4 separate regions of the Mus musculus genome follow, and regions 2, 3 and 4 are each linked to region 1. The links are chromatin contacts, called in public Hi-C and promoter capture Hi-C maps. All regions are on one chromosome and are shown on one strand. The core of a region is the stretch at or near the end of the contact, and the rest is flanking DNA. Distances in the headings are between cores, read along the strand shown. Region 1 holds the start of Bst2 (bone marrow stromal cell antigen 2). Region 2 holds the start of Zfp866 (zinc finger protein 866). Region 3 holds the start of Rfxank (regulatory factor X-associated ankyrin-containing protein). Region 4 holds the start of 1700020G03Rik (a long non-coding RNA gene).

Evidence for each region. Promoter capture Hi-C pulls out the DNA fragments that hold promoters and counts their contacts. A called contact is a pair of places that touch in the nucleus more often than the background predicts.
Region 2: a contact with region 1 is called in a promoter capture Hi-C map of pre-B cells, with 3 times the contacts expected there. The contact joins the promoter of Zfp866 here to the promoter of Bst2 in region 1. A contact is called at or near these places in 3 of 39 promoter capture datasets (hippocampal neurons, liver and pre-B cells).
Region 3: a contact with region 1 is called in a Hi-C map of B cells, with 5 read pairs. The contact joins the promoter of Rfxank here to the promoter of Bst2 in region 1. A contact is called at or near these places in 2 of 484 Hi-C or Micro-C datasets (B cells and CD4 T cells) and 1 of 9 other capture datasets (liver).
Region 4: a contact with region 1 is called in a promoter capture Hi-C map of embryonic stem cells. The contact joins the promoter of 1700020G03Rik here to the promoter of Bst2 in region 1.

Annotation. Positions count from the first base shown.
Region 1 is chr8:71,535,945-71,538,929 of GRCm38.p6, reverse strand. Bst2 (bone marrow stromal cell antigen 2) reads left to right here and starts at 1,458. Exons shown (of 5, transcript NM_198095.3): 1 at 1,458-1,802; 2 at 2,496-2,571. The coding sequence starts at 1,503.
Region 2 is chr8:69,773,310-69,776,294 of GRCm38.p6, reverse strand. It overlaps Zfp866 (zinc finger protein 866), which reads left to right and starts at 1,384. Exons shown (of 4, transcript NM_177899.3): 1 at 1,384-1,505. The coding sequence starts at 1,503.
Region 3 is chr8:70,137,793-70,140,777 of GRCm38.p6, reverse strand. Rfxank (regulatory factor X-associated ankyrin-containing protein) reads left to right here and starts at 1,581. Exons shown (of 9, transcript NM_011266.2): 1 at 1,581-1,857; 2 at 2,555-2,749. The coding sequence starts at 2,563. It overlaps Gm45929 (predicted gene, 45929), which reads right to left and starts at 1,279. Exons shown (of 9, transcript NM_001310055.1): 1 at 1,006-1,279. It overlaps Borcs8 (BLOC-1 related complex subunit 8), which reads right to left and starts at 1,279. Exons shown (of 6, transcript NM_001145552.2): 1 at 1,006-1,279. The coding sequence starts at 1,042.
Region 4 is chr8:70,486,269-70,489,253 of GRCm38.p6, reverse strand. 1700020G03Rik (a long non-coding RNA gene) reads right to left here and starts at 1,447. Exons shown (of 2, transcript XR_870493.2): 1 at 400-1,447; 2 at 1-316. It overlaps Tmem59l (transmembrane protein 59-like), which reads left to right and starts at 1,906. Exons shown (of 8, transcript NM_182991.3): 1 at 1,906-2,086; 2 at 2,882-2,985. The coding sequence starts at 1,937.

The DNA.
Region 1 (2,985 bases), core at 209-2,708:
CTTGCAATCATATAACAATAAAGACTCTCTTTGTTCTTGCATCAAACTCGAAATTCCTGATGTTGTTCTGGGGTTCCTGAGAACTGGGCATAACATTGGCATTTCATCTAGGCTCCGCCCCACAGTTACCTGGCAACAGCCAGGTGTGCCTGACTCACTATAAAAGGGGCTGCTTGCCTCTTCCTCTCTTTTCTCCTCTTCTAGATCTTGCTCCCTTTACCCTCTTCCTCCTCTCTCCCCATTCCCCTCCCACCTCTCTCTCTACCTGTTCCCGGCTAGCCTCTACTCCTCTACTCTCTCTCTCTCTCTGCCTTTCTCTGTCTCTACTAGGCCCTCAACTCCCCTCCCCATGCCCTAAATAAACTCTATTCTATACTCTACATCCCATTGTGTGACTGGTACCCTGGGGGCCTCAGCCTGGGCCTGCAGAAGCACCCTCTTCCCCCACACCATACCACACCCCCATCAAACATATCCCTGGCTTCTTTTTCTTTTTATAAAACACAACACCGAGTCCTCCTATGCAAACTGGTCTTCACAAGGACAGAAAACGTAATCTCTCCATATACTAGTGCTTTGGCCACACAGTTTCAGTCCTGAAGAGAACCCCTTGACTGAATGTGGTCTGCCCTATGTGTCCTCAGTAAAGACTCCATAGTGTTTTGAGGTGGGTACCATTCAGGACATTCAGCGGAGCCAGGGAGGATTCCAGAGTAGTGGAGCACACCTGCCATCCCAGCACTCGGGAGGCAGAGACAGAAGGATAGGAAATCAAGGACAACCCCTATGCTAACTCCAGGTCATGCTTCATGTCACTTTTGCCCAAAGCCAGGCCAAGCCCTCTCTGAGTGCCTGGTGCTCACTGAAACACTCCTTTTTTACCCCGTTCACAGAGGTTTTCCCGCAGGCAGGTTTTCCCCGCCAGGTTGCTCCTGATGCCAGGACAAGAGCTGGGAGGCACACTTTGCTACCTGGCCAGGCTTGGTTTCCTGCCCGCTGCTCTGTAGCCACTATTCTCAATATACAGATTCTCAATAGCTCCCACGATCCTTTCGTGAATGGAGACCCCTGACCTCAAACCTTGGCCTTTGGTCTTCAGTCCACAACTGAACCTTGAAGTCTTAGTTCCCCTTCTAGGAGACCAAACCGACAACCGGCCTGTCTCTGCCTCCCAAGTGCTGGGGTTAAAGGCGTGCGCCACCACCGCCCGGCGGACAGCCACTGTTAAGTCGAGTCCCAAGCCCACAGGCACCAGGTGACTGGCCAGCGAAGGCCAAGAATTTGAGTTGAATTCCAGAAGTTTCTCTTGCTTCTAGGGGCATTCCAGGAAAATGAAACTGAAAGGCTGCAGTTTCTCCACTAGCAGTTTGCAACCCGGCGGCTCTAGAATTGCGTTGGACTCCTGAAGTTGCTATTTGCTAGAAGCAGTGGTGGGGCGGGGTTATGCTAATAAGGGCGTGGCCTGGAAAGGGTTCCTGAGCCCTCTAGGATCGACGGATCACATGGCGCCCTCTTTCTATCACTATCTGCCCGTGCCCATGGATGAGATGGGGGGGAAGCAAGGATGGGGCAGCCACCGGCAGTGGCTGGGGGCCGCGATCTTGGTGGTCCTGTTCGGGGTTACCTTAGTCATCCTGACAATCTACTTCGCCGTCACAGCGAACAGCGTGGCCTGTAGAGACGGGTTGCGAGCGCAGGCTGAGTGCCGGAACACCACGCACCTGTTGCAGCGCCAGCTCACCCGCACCCAGGACAGTCTGCTGCAGGCCGAGACACAGGCAAACTCCTGCAACCTGACCGTGGTAAGCCTGGAATCCGTCCCCTCCAGTGGCTTTGAAACAGCCAAGCAAGTCCCCCACCCCCACCTCGAAGGCCAGCTACTAAAGACTGAAATCCTGGGAGACCTTAGAACTCCCTACAGCTCTGCAATCAGGGGCCTCAGTATCCTCCCTTCCTTTGGTGACTCTCCAAACTTTGTGTAGAGTGCTTGAGTTGGAGAGCTCGAACCTGACTTAGGGACCAGCATTTGGCTTCACTGGGATATCACTCAGCCCTGATTGAATTTTTTGAAACAGGGTCTCCTAAATTGCTCCGGCTGTCCTAAAAGTCACTCTGTAGACCAGGCTGGCCTCAAATGCTGCCTTTCAAGTGCTAGTATTAAAAACATGAGCCACCACACCTAGCAAATTATTGAAACTTTTAATATGTCTCTGAGAGACCTTGTCTGGGAAGCCCGGTTCTGCTGTGTGTTTGTGTAGGAGAATATCTGGAACTTTCTACTAGGGGTTAACTACGAAGAGTTTTCAAACTCCTATGTGGGCACTTAAAATTGCCGTTTTGGAGATTACACCTTGGTAGGACTGGGTGGATACGGAGAGTGTTGGAGGGGAACCTGAAAGGGGCTTTGCTTGAGAAGGTCTCAGATGCCTTTGCCTGGAAGTTTCCTAGGGGCCAGGACAACAGCCAACCCATGTTTGTGCCGCTTTTCTGATCAGGTGACCCTTCAGGAGTCCCTGGAGAAGAAGGTGTCTCAAGCCCTGGAGCAGCAGGCCCGCATCAAGGAGCTTGAGAGTGAGAGGGGGGCAGGGGGAGGGGGAGGTCCAGTGGAGCTGGGAGGGAATAGCTTAGGCCTCCAGGTTGGGACTTGGGGAGAGGTGCTGACCCACATGAAGGGGTGGCAGGGTCATGAGCCCACTGCTTGGAAGTTTGGTTTCTTCCCAGAGACAGACAGAGTGCCAGGGATGAAGGAATAAAGCTTGGGGAGTGGAAGTAGGGGTTTATGTCAGCAGAGAGCAGAGGGTGGGTAGGAAGAACGTTGTCAGGAGGGTGGAGGCCACAGATCTGCTGGGTTTCCCAAGTGTTCTCTAAACTGGTGCTTCTACAGCCCTGCAGAAGGCCTTAGGCTGGCCTTCCTTTGATTCCTTTCTCCTTATTACCCCACCCCCACCCCCTCTGCCTGACCACACTGGCTGCTGTGTGGCCTTG
Region 2 (2,985 bases), core at 135-2,634, 1.8 Mb after region 1:
AGTGCTCCCATCCCCTCACCTCCTTCCCTCTTTTCAGTCGGTCCTTGATTGTGGTCTAGGTAATGATACTGCCCACTTTTAGGAAGAGCCTTCCTATCTCAACTACCCTATTTAGAAACACCCTTACATACATGCTGGAGGGTTGCTCCTATCACTTTGACAATCAAGACTAATCATTACACGACTGAACACCACTCACTGATCTGTTCATTGACTCCATTAGCTTTGCTGGGTTTTTCCTTCTTATTGTTTCTACTGCCAGTACTCCCCCACTTCTTCTTTAGTAAAAATGGGTGAACGCCTTTTTCCCAGCACCCGTGAAGCATAGGCAGGTAGACCTCTGTGTTTGAGATTAGCCTGGTCTACAGAGTGAGTTCTAGGATAGCCAGGGCTATACAGAGAAACCCTGTCTTGGAAAAAAACAAAAAAACAAAAAACAAAAACAAAAACACCAGGATAGCTAGGGCTACACAGAGAAACTCTAACTCAAAAAACCAAAAATTAAATAATAAAATGTTCTGATGATTTAGTGGCTATGTACGTGTGTGTGTGTCTGTGTATATTTATGTGTGTGTGAAGAACACACTTGTGGAGGCCAGAGGACAACTTTCCTGAGTTGGTCTTCTTCTACTATGTTCATGCTTAACCTACTAAGTCATTTCCTTGACCCACGTCTTCAATTTTCTTTTTCTTTTTCTTTTTGCTTTTGTTTAAATTAGAATGTCTGTAGAGGCCTGGAGAGGAGAAACGGGGGTGAGATGGAAGGATAGAGAGGTTTTTGGTTTTTGTTTGTTTGTTTGTTTTGGTTTTTTCAAGACAGGGTTTCTGGTGTAGCCTTGGCTGTCCTCACTCTGTAGACCACTCTGGCCTCGAACTCAGGAATCTGCCTGCCTCTGCCTCCCAAGTGCTGGAATTAAAGGTGTGTGCCACCACTGCCTGCACTGCCCGGCTGGATAGAGATCTTAACTGGAAGAACACACATGCTATGAAAATAGAGGAAATGAATACTTGTGTTAATGTGCAACCTGGGACAGATGTATAAACCATAGATGTTCCTTACTCAAATTCCTGATGCCTGGAGAACATCATGTCCAGTTATAATTTGACCTTCTAATTAAAACTGACCTGAGCACCTTTCTAATTGTGAGGCAGCAGGATTGCTGCAATGAGCACTCGGTGTGCACAGTGACGACTTGGTGATGGAGTACTGCTTTACCAGGGAGAAGCTAGTTCTGCTTAGAAGCAAGGAGGGCGGGGCTATGGCTGTCATTTGAATCCCACACTTCGGCTTTGGAAGCTAGTGTCACTCAGGCTTTGGTAGCCAATCAGGTTCTAGAACCGTGCCGTCTAATCAGGACTACTGGAGAGCGGCAAGAGGCGGGTTCTTCACGGCCGCCATATTGTGGCTCGGCTCTGCGGCACAGGGAGGTGCGGTGTGTTGTGCTGTGAGCGCTGCTGCCGGGACCAGTGAGGAGAGCGCGGGCGAGTTCGGAAGCCGCGCCATGGTGAGCAAGGGCCGCTGTCCCTGCCCGCTGTGGTGGATCCTCCCCGAGGCTGGGGCGGGGCGGCAGCGGCATTCAGTGCTGTGTGGCGCTGGGCCCTGTGTCCTCTTCGCCGTGGTCCGCGCCTGCGCAGAGCGCGGAGCCTCCCTGCGGAGGCTCCGCCTCGCGCAGGAAAGAGTCGGTGCTCTGTCTGGGGCAGGCGTTTTATACAGTCCTGCTTTGGGTATCTCATCAGAAGGTTGTAAAACAATAGGTCATCTAGTTTCTGCTACTTTCTAGAAGTTCTGAATTTTCATGTAACATTTAGGTCAAAGCAATCAACTTGAGTTAATACTGTGAATTTTAAACTTTAAAAAAATTATTATTTTTTGTGCATTGGTATTTTGCCAAAATGTATGTATGTCTTTGTGAGGATGTCAGATCCTCTGGAACTGTTGTTGAGCTGCCATGTTGGTACTAGGAATTGAACTCAGGTCCTCTGGAAGAGCAGCCGGTTTTCCCAACCATTAAACCATCTCTCCAGCCCCAACATTGTGAAACTCTATTTAATTTCTTGTCTATAGACATCGGTTCTGCTAATAACCTTTTGCTATTCTGCCCTTTGTTGAGTTTCCTTTGCTACTTTGTCAAAAAAAGGTACACACACACACACACCCCATATATATATGTGTGTGTATATAACATGTGTATATATAATATCTATAACTATATATATACACTTTAAGTCTGTGTGCTGTTTCTTTGGAATTGTGTGGACCATTTTCGTTTTTTTCCACTCTCCACATAAACTTGAGAATCAGTTTCTTAATTTTTCATAAGTTGTTAGGATTTATATTGTGATTATTTAAATCTTAGTGCAGATTGAGGAAACATGACGTTCAGTTCTGAAGCTTCCTATCGCCATATTTATGGGGTATCACTATTTTGTGTTTGCTTTTTGTTTGGTTGGGGTTTTGTTGTTGTCTTTTTTGCTTATTTTGTTTTTTGTTAGGTCTGCTTTGGCCTAAAACTCACTCTGTAGAGGCTGGCCTTGAAATCATAGCCATACACCTGCTTCTCTCTGCCTTCCATGTGCCAAGATTCAAGGCATTGTCTCCCACTGCCCTGCATGGTTTTGTTTTGTTTTGTTTTTTGTTGTTAAAAATTATAGTTCTTGCTGGGTTGGTTGGTCAGTCTACTTTTAACCCAGCACTTGGGAGGAAGAGGTTGGCAGATTGAGGCTAGCCTGGTTTACATAGCTGCAGAGTTCCAGGTTAGCCAGGGTTACATCATGAGACCCTGTCAAAAAGATGAGGTGGATGGTCTGTAATGATGGTTCAGTGCTTAAGAGGGTATTGCTCTTGTAAAGACTCCAGTTTGATTTCCAGCATCCACCTCTGTGACTCACAACTGCCTATAACTCCAGTACCAGAGCATCCCATCTCCACTTCTGGCCTCTGAGGGCACCTCCTTCAAATGCACGAACCCCTACACACACACACAC
Region 3 (2,985 bases), core at 332-2,831, 1.4 Mb after region 1:
GAACACAGAACTCAAAGGTGCCTAAAGTCCACAATCTCGTGAGGCCTCTACTCTGTGGCAGGAATGATGTGGAAGGCCACGTCCCTTGCTGTGTGGGAACAGCTCTGAGGTATATCACAGGCCCTGTTCCAGAAACATGCCTGCTAAGGCTGCCCTCTGCAGAATCCATTCAAGTTCCTGTTAAGCCTGTTTCCTTTACTCCAGAACTCATGTTCCTACCACAAGTCAACTGCACCAAAACCATCATCCCAGGGTAGACTTTGACCAACAGCTTTCCCAGTCAGGAAATCTCTATTCTTCCTGCTCCATCCATCAAGGATCCTGTTGCTTCCAACTTCAGTCCCCTTCATCCCCCACTCCTTCCTGTATCAGACAAGCTCTGACCAGGCTAATGGTGGCAGATGACACCAACTCCTCTTACCACGCAGGGCTCCCATCAGCTAAAGAAAATAATCTACTTATCTGGTCCTTAATATATTTTGCAGTGTCGGGGATCAAACCCAGAGCTTTGAATGCGCTGGTCAAAGTGTTTACGACTGAGCTAAAGCCCCAGCTCTTCTCTCGAGATTTGAGTTTCAATGTGCAGACCAAACTGGCCTTCAATTTCTTGTCTCTTGAGAAGAGAGGATTAGAGTATTGCGCCACCAAGCCCACATACTCCTTTACGTATTCACAGGCTAAAAACCACATTACACTGAGCAGGGACCTGGATGGATTCTGCTTTTAATTCCAACTCTCAGAAGGCAGAGAGGTTTGAGACCATCCCGGTCTACACAGCGAGTTCCAATATAGCCAGGGTTACATCCCGGGACCTTATCTCAGAAGTAGAAAAGAGCCTTTTCCTGCCCGGGATCATTATACATCACAACACCTCCCGGCGGGAGACACCGGCCTCCCTTTTCCATCGAACCCCGCAGGCCGGGAGGTCTACGGCGGCTCTTTGTCATGTACCTTCCCGCGTTGCCCTCTCTAGGCCCCTCCAACCCCTCTAGGGTCCCGCAACACCTTTCTTTCCCTTCAGCTGCATCTCAGGTTCTTCCATAGTGAAGGCAGCCAGCAGAGCCCAGAAACCGGAAGCGGAAGTCGGGAGGTTGAGACGTTTAAACGTTCAGGTATGGGTTCTGGCGTCCTGTGCGCTGGCTCCTCTTACGAGGTAACTTCTATTCAGACACGAGATAGACGGAAGGAGGCAGTCCTATGCGAGCGTGTCGGGAGGATAGAGATTTCTTGATGTTATAGTATGCCTCGTCAAGGACTCCCTGCTACACGTACAGATAATTCTCAGGGACCAGGGCAGGGAAATTGTTATGGACAAAGTAACAATAATATTCGGTCTCTTTAAATTTGACAAGTCCCGCCCATGTGTCTCCGCCCCGTGGGGCAAATGCTCCGCCCTCCCACCGTCTGTGGATCCGATTGGGGCAGACAGGAGGGGGCGGTGCATGGGGCGGGGAAGCGCACGCGCAATAAAATCTTCAGCGAGTCTAAGGCTCCTTCAGCCCTTTAGGAAGGATAGCGTGCGCATGCGCCACTGTACCCATTGGCCTCAGCGGAAGCCACGCTCCTCCCTCCAGTCTTAAAGCGCTAGAAGCAGCTTCGGGTTTTTATTTTTTATTTTTTGGTACTTTTGCAGGGCAAGGGTGCGCAGGCGCAGTGGAGGAGTTTTCCAGTAGGAGTAGTCGTCGCGTATTAAGTTGCTGCTCTATGTCCCAGGAGAGGAAGCTAGAGAACTGAGCGTCTGGTCACCAACTTGCTCTTTACGAGATCTACTGAACCAGAAAAGTTTGTGAACAGAGCTTCCTGAGTTTTGGAAGACCAAGGCTGGCAGCGTAGGGACACAGAGGAGGCTGGAGGGAGGTGAGTGGATCTTACACGTCGCATCTTTTGTTGAGTCCTAAGTCATTTTGGGGGATTCCGGCCCAAATAACCACAGTGGGACATTGATAAGTTTGACATTAGTATCTCTCTATGATGTTTTCTGATATGACCTCTCTGAGGCCTTACATCTTCACCTTATTAACGAGGGAATGAGGCTCAGCTTAGTCATAGACTAGGTTTTTATAGCTTGTAAGTGATTGGAACCCAGACTGCTGCCAGAACCCTCATTTTATTGCCTTGGCTTCTGGTGTTAATTTATTAACAATGATATTTATCTAAAGCCACAGTTTTCCCGGCGTCATAAAGCAAGGCTCAATATGCAGACCATGGCTGTCCTGGAATTCACTATTTAGACTAGGCTAGTCTTGAACTCAAAGGGATCTACCTGCCTCTGCCTCCCAAGTACTAGGACTAAAGGTGTGCACTATCATGCCCCACCTAACCAAGCTCCAGCCCCAGATAAGAACTCATTTATTCATTTATTTTGTGGGCAGGCTGTGCTGTGGGTTTGGTGTGGAGGTCAGAGGACAATTTACCAGGGTCAGTTTTTTCCCTCCACCCTGTGGGTTCCTGGAATCAAAATTGGGTCATCTGACTTGGTGACAAGCGCCTTTACCAACTGAGCCATCTTGGGGACCACGAGATTTGGCTAATTACTGTCATCTCTTCACTCCAGCTTCCTCCATGGAGCCCACTCAGGTTGCAGAGAACCTTGTCCCAAACCAGCAACCTCCTGTTCCTGACCTAGAGGATCCTGAGGACACCAGAGATGAGTCCCCAGAGAACTCAGACACTGTCGTCCTCAGCCTGTTCCCCTGCACCCCAGACGCTGTGAATCCTGAAGCAGATGCCAGTGCATCCTCACTGCAGGGTGAGAACCACTCTGGGCTCTGGTGAGGGAGACTGTCAAGTTCCAGACCACATCTCTGCTTTCATCACTCTTCCCCTCCACCCTCCTAGGTTATTTTTATTGTCGTGTATGTGTGTGTGTGTGTGTGTGTGTAATATGGTACATGTATGTAGAAGTATATATAAAATATATATTCCTGCTGGGCGTGGTGGCGCACGCCTTTAATTCCAGCACTTGGGAAGCAGAGGCAGGTGGAT
Region 4 (2,985 bases), core at 198-2,697, 1.0 Mb after region 1:
CCGCCTTGTCATCAGCCCCCATCCTCCCTAGCTTGGCAGCCTCTGTTAGCCCTCTTCTGTATCATGTCACCTAAGCCCATCCCCTGTGCCATTCCGGGTTCCAATGACCTAATTTGGAAGGGGGACAGCCCTACCCTATAGGGTTTTTGTCAGAGAAAAAAGTCATGGCAAGAAAATCTTTGTTGAAAGGAGTGTTTGTTTGAAATTGAATGAAGGACCGTAATTGCAGAAGGGTTAAGTGCCCGGGACTCTGCAAATGACAAGTGTGAACTTGAATTCCGGCTCTGCCCAGGCGTCCGGGTGCCAGGTTTCCCACCTGTAAATTGGGGAAACAGGCTTTGCGTTTGGTTTCTTGAGACAGGGTCTCGCTCACTATAGAGGGCCAGACTTAGAACTCACGTCCTAACCCAGATTGACCTGGACCTCGCACCGATTCTTCTGCCTCAGCCTTTCCGCGTGTTGGGATGATGGGCATATGCCAAGGCGTCCGACTTGAGGAAACGGTTGGGGTCCCAGCGCACAGGGACCGTGCCCAGGGTGCGCTGGTGGAAGAGAGGCCCAGCCCGGGAGGGGCGGGGGAGGGGCCGCGCCGGGATCCAGATGTTCAGGTCCGCCAGGCACAGCCGCGCCTGATTAAGCCACGTGGGGGCCGGCCCCGGCCGCTGAGATGAAAGCAAACGGCCGGCGGGGACCCGGGCGCGCCAGCCCCTCCTCCCGACCGGAACCTGCGGCTCCCTGTGACCCGACGACCCTGCGAGCGGCCTCCTCGTCTACTGGGGCGGAGCGACTGGACGCGCAGGCCGCAAGGCACCTGTGCCAAGCAGGCCACTGGGGCTCAGAGCCCGCGCCCTGGCGCCCGGACGGAGGAAACCGTGGAGACCTCCGAATCCAGGACGGAAGCCACTGTGTCCCTATTTGCTTCAAGTTTTCCCACCAGATGGGAAAAGTGAGCGGCTCAGAGGCCTTGTTAGAGTGCTGGGGGCCTCCGAGTCCCAGGGAGACAATGGGTTCCCTCAGGTCTGTTTTTCCGCACTGAAATGGAGGGAGACCACCTTAAGTTTTGCTCCCTGAAGTTCCTCGAGGACTTCCTGGAGGAGGCAGCTGCCCCTAGAGTACCTCCCCCTAGAGTCTTAGTGTCCCGGAAGCAGGCCAACTGTGGCTGGTGGTCGGCTAGTTTCCGCGCCCTCAGATGCTTCAAATCCACCCCGGCTCCAGCTCTATGGTCCTGCTCGCTCCTTCTGGCCTCCCTTCTCCTCCACTCCCTCTCTCTCCACTCCCAAGTCTTTGTCCGCCTCCTCCTGGTCCTCAAACACCTCTTGTTTCCCCTCCTCCCTAACTGTCTTCCTTCCTTCTTACCATTTTTTACCCCTCCCCTCCCCCACTTTCCGTTTTCTTCCTCTTCTCATTCTACCTCCCCCTCCATCCTCCCAGGCCTTCAACCTCCTCATCCTCTTGGTCTCTCTCTCTCTCTCTCTCTCTCTCTCTCTCTCTCTCTCTCTCTCTCTCTCTCTCTCTCTCTTTCTCTCTCTCTCTCTCTCTCTCTCTCTCTCTCTCTCTCTCTCTCTCTCTCTCTCTCTCTCTCTCTCTCTCTTCTTTCATTGCCCTGTCCATACTCCTCTTCCCTTTTTAAAAAATTCCTTGACTAAGGATCTTAGATGCTCCCTGCCCCGTTGCTCTTGGCCTTCATCCCTGAGTGGCCTGAGATAGGCCTGTCACCGTATCTAGCCAGGTCCTCTTTGTCATTCCCGGCACGCAGATCCAAGTCCGGTCAAAGAGCCGGACCATGAGTATCAAGAATATGTCCCCGACCGGAGTAGAGATTCACCTGCCCGCCCCGCTCGCCGCAGCACACCCCCCCCCCCTTCCCAGGCTGCCTCGCTCAGTGACGTCAACACCCGGTCCCGCATCCCAGGGCCCGCGCTGCGCATCTTCAGCCATGGCTGCGGTAGCATTGCCGCTGCTGCTGTTGTTGGCGTCACTGGTCACCCCAACCCCAGCGCGTGACCCCTTCGCTCCGCAGCTCGGGGACACTCAGAGGTGCCAGCAGCGGTGTCGCCAGCACCACCCTGGCTCGCCTCCTGCGCAGGTAACAGATGGACTCTCAGGAACCCAGTGACTGGAAAAGGAGAGGGACCTGAGTGTAGGACCCTCAGATGGAAGAGGGGATGCGAGTACCTGGTATGCTAGTGCAGATTGGGGTCCTGGGAAGGGGCCTGGATGGGGGAACCTCGGATGAGAAAAGAGCTGACGTGGGGTTCCTCAGGTTGGCAGAGGGATGCGGGATTCTGAGAGTCCCTAAAGAGATGTGGGAGCCAGAGAGTCCTCTAGAAATAGTGGGGCGACAGGATGGAGGATCTTCAGGAGTGGGAGGAACTGAGGTGCCTGCAATGAGGGTGTCTTGAAGGGGGAGGGGTCTCTCAGAACTGCCCTTCCTTCTAGGAAGGGATCAATTGGCACCTGGGGTGAACACTGTAAGTGGGGACATGCCAAAGGGAGGCTGAGACCTGCACCTGAGAGGTCCTGGAGCACACCCCACCCACAGTCCAAGGCTACTTGGTGCTGTCCCTCCTTCCCCCATGGGCTCTCTTCTCTTCCCACGTTCCTCACTGCCTTCTTGGAGACAGTTCTGCTCCAGGCTGTTCCCAAGTGCAAGCTCTGCCTCTCTCTGAGAAGCCCTCTGCCAGCCTCCATCCTGGAGAGGCCACTGTGCAGGCCACTATCCAGCCTGCTTAGAAAGCTGCTTGCTGTTTCTCAGAAGGCACCCCTCCCCCCATGATGATCCTGGCTTTCTGAAACCTGACTTCAGTCTCGTGGATTCTTAGGGGGACCCCAGCCTTCTTCCCCGAGTACCTTTGCCTGAGTCTCTTATCTCCCTTCCCAGCCTGAGCCAGAGGGTCCCTCAGAGTCCCCGAATAACAAGGCTATCCTGATCAGTGCTTGTGAGCGTGGCTGTCGGCTTTTCTCCATCTGCCGCTTTGTGGCCAA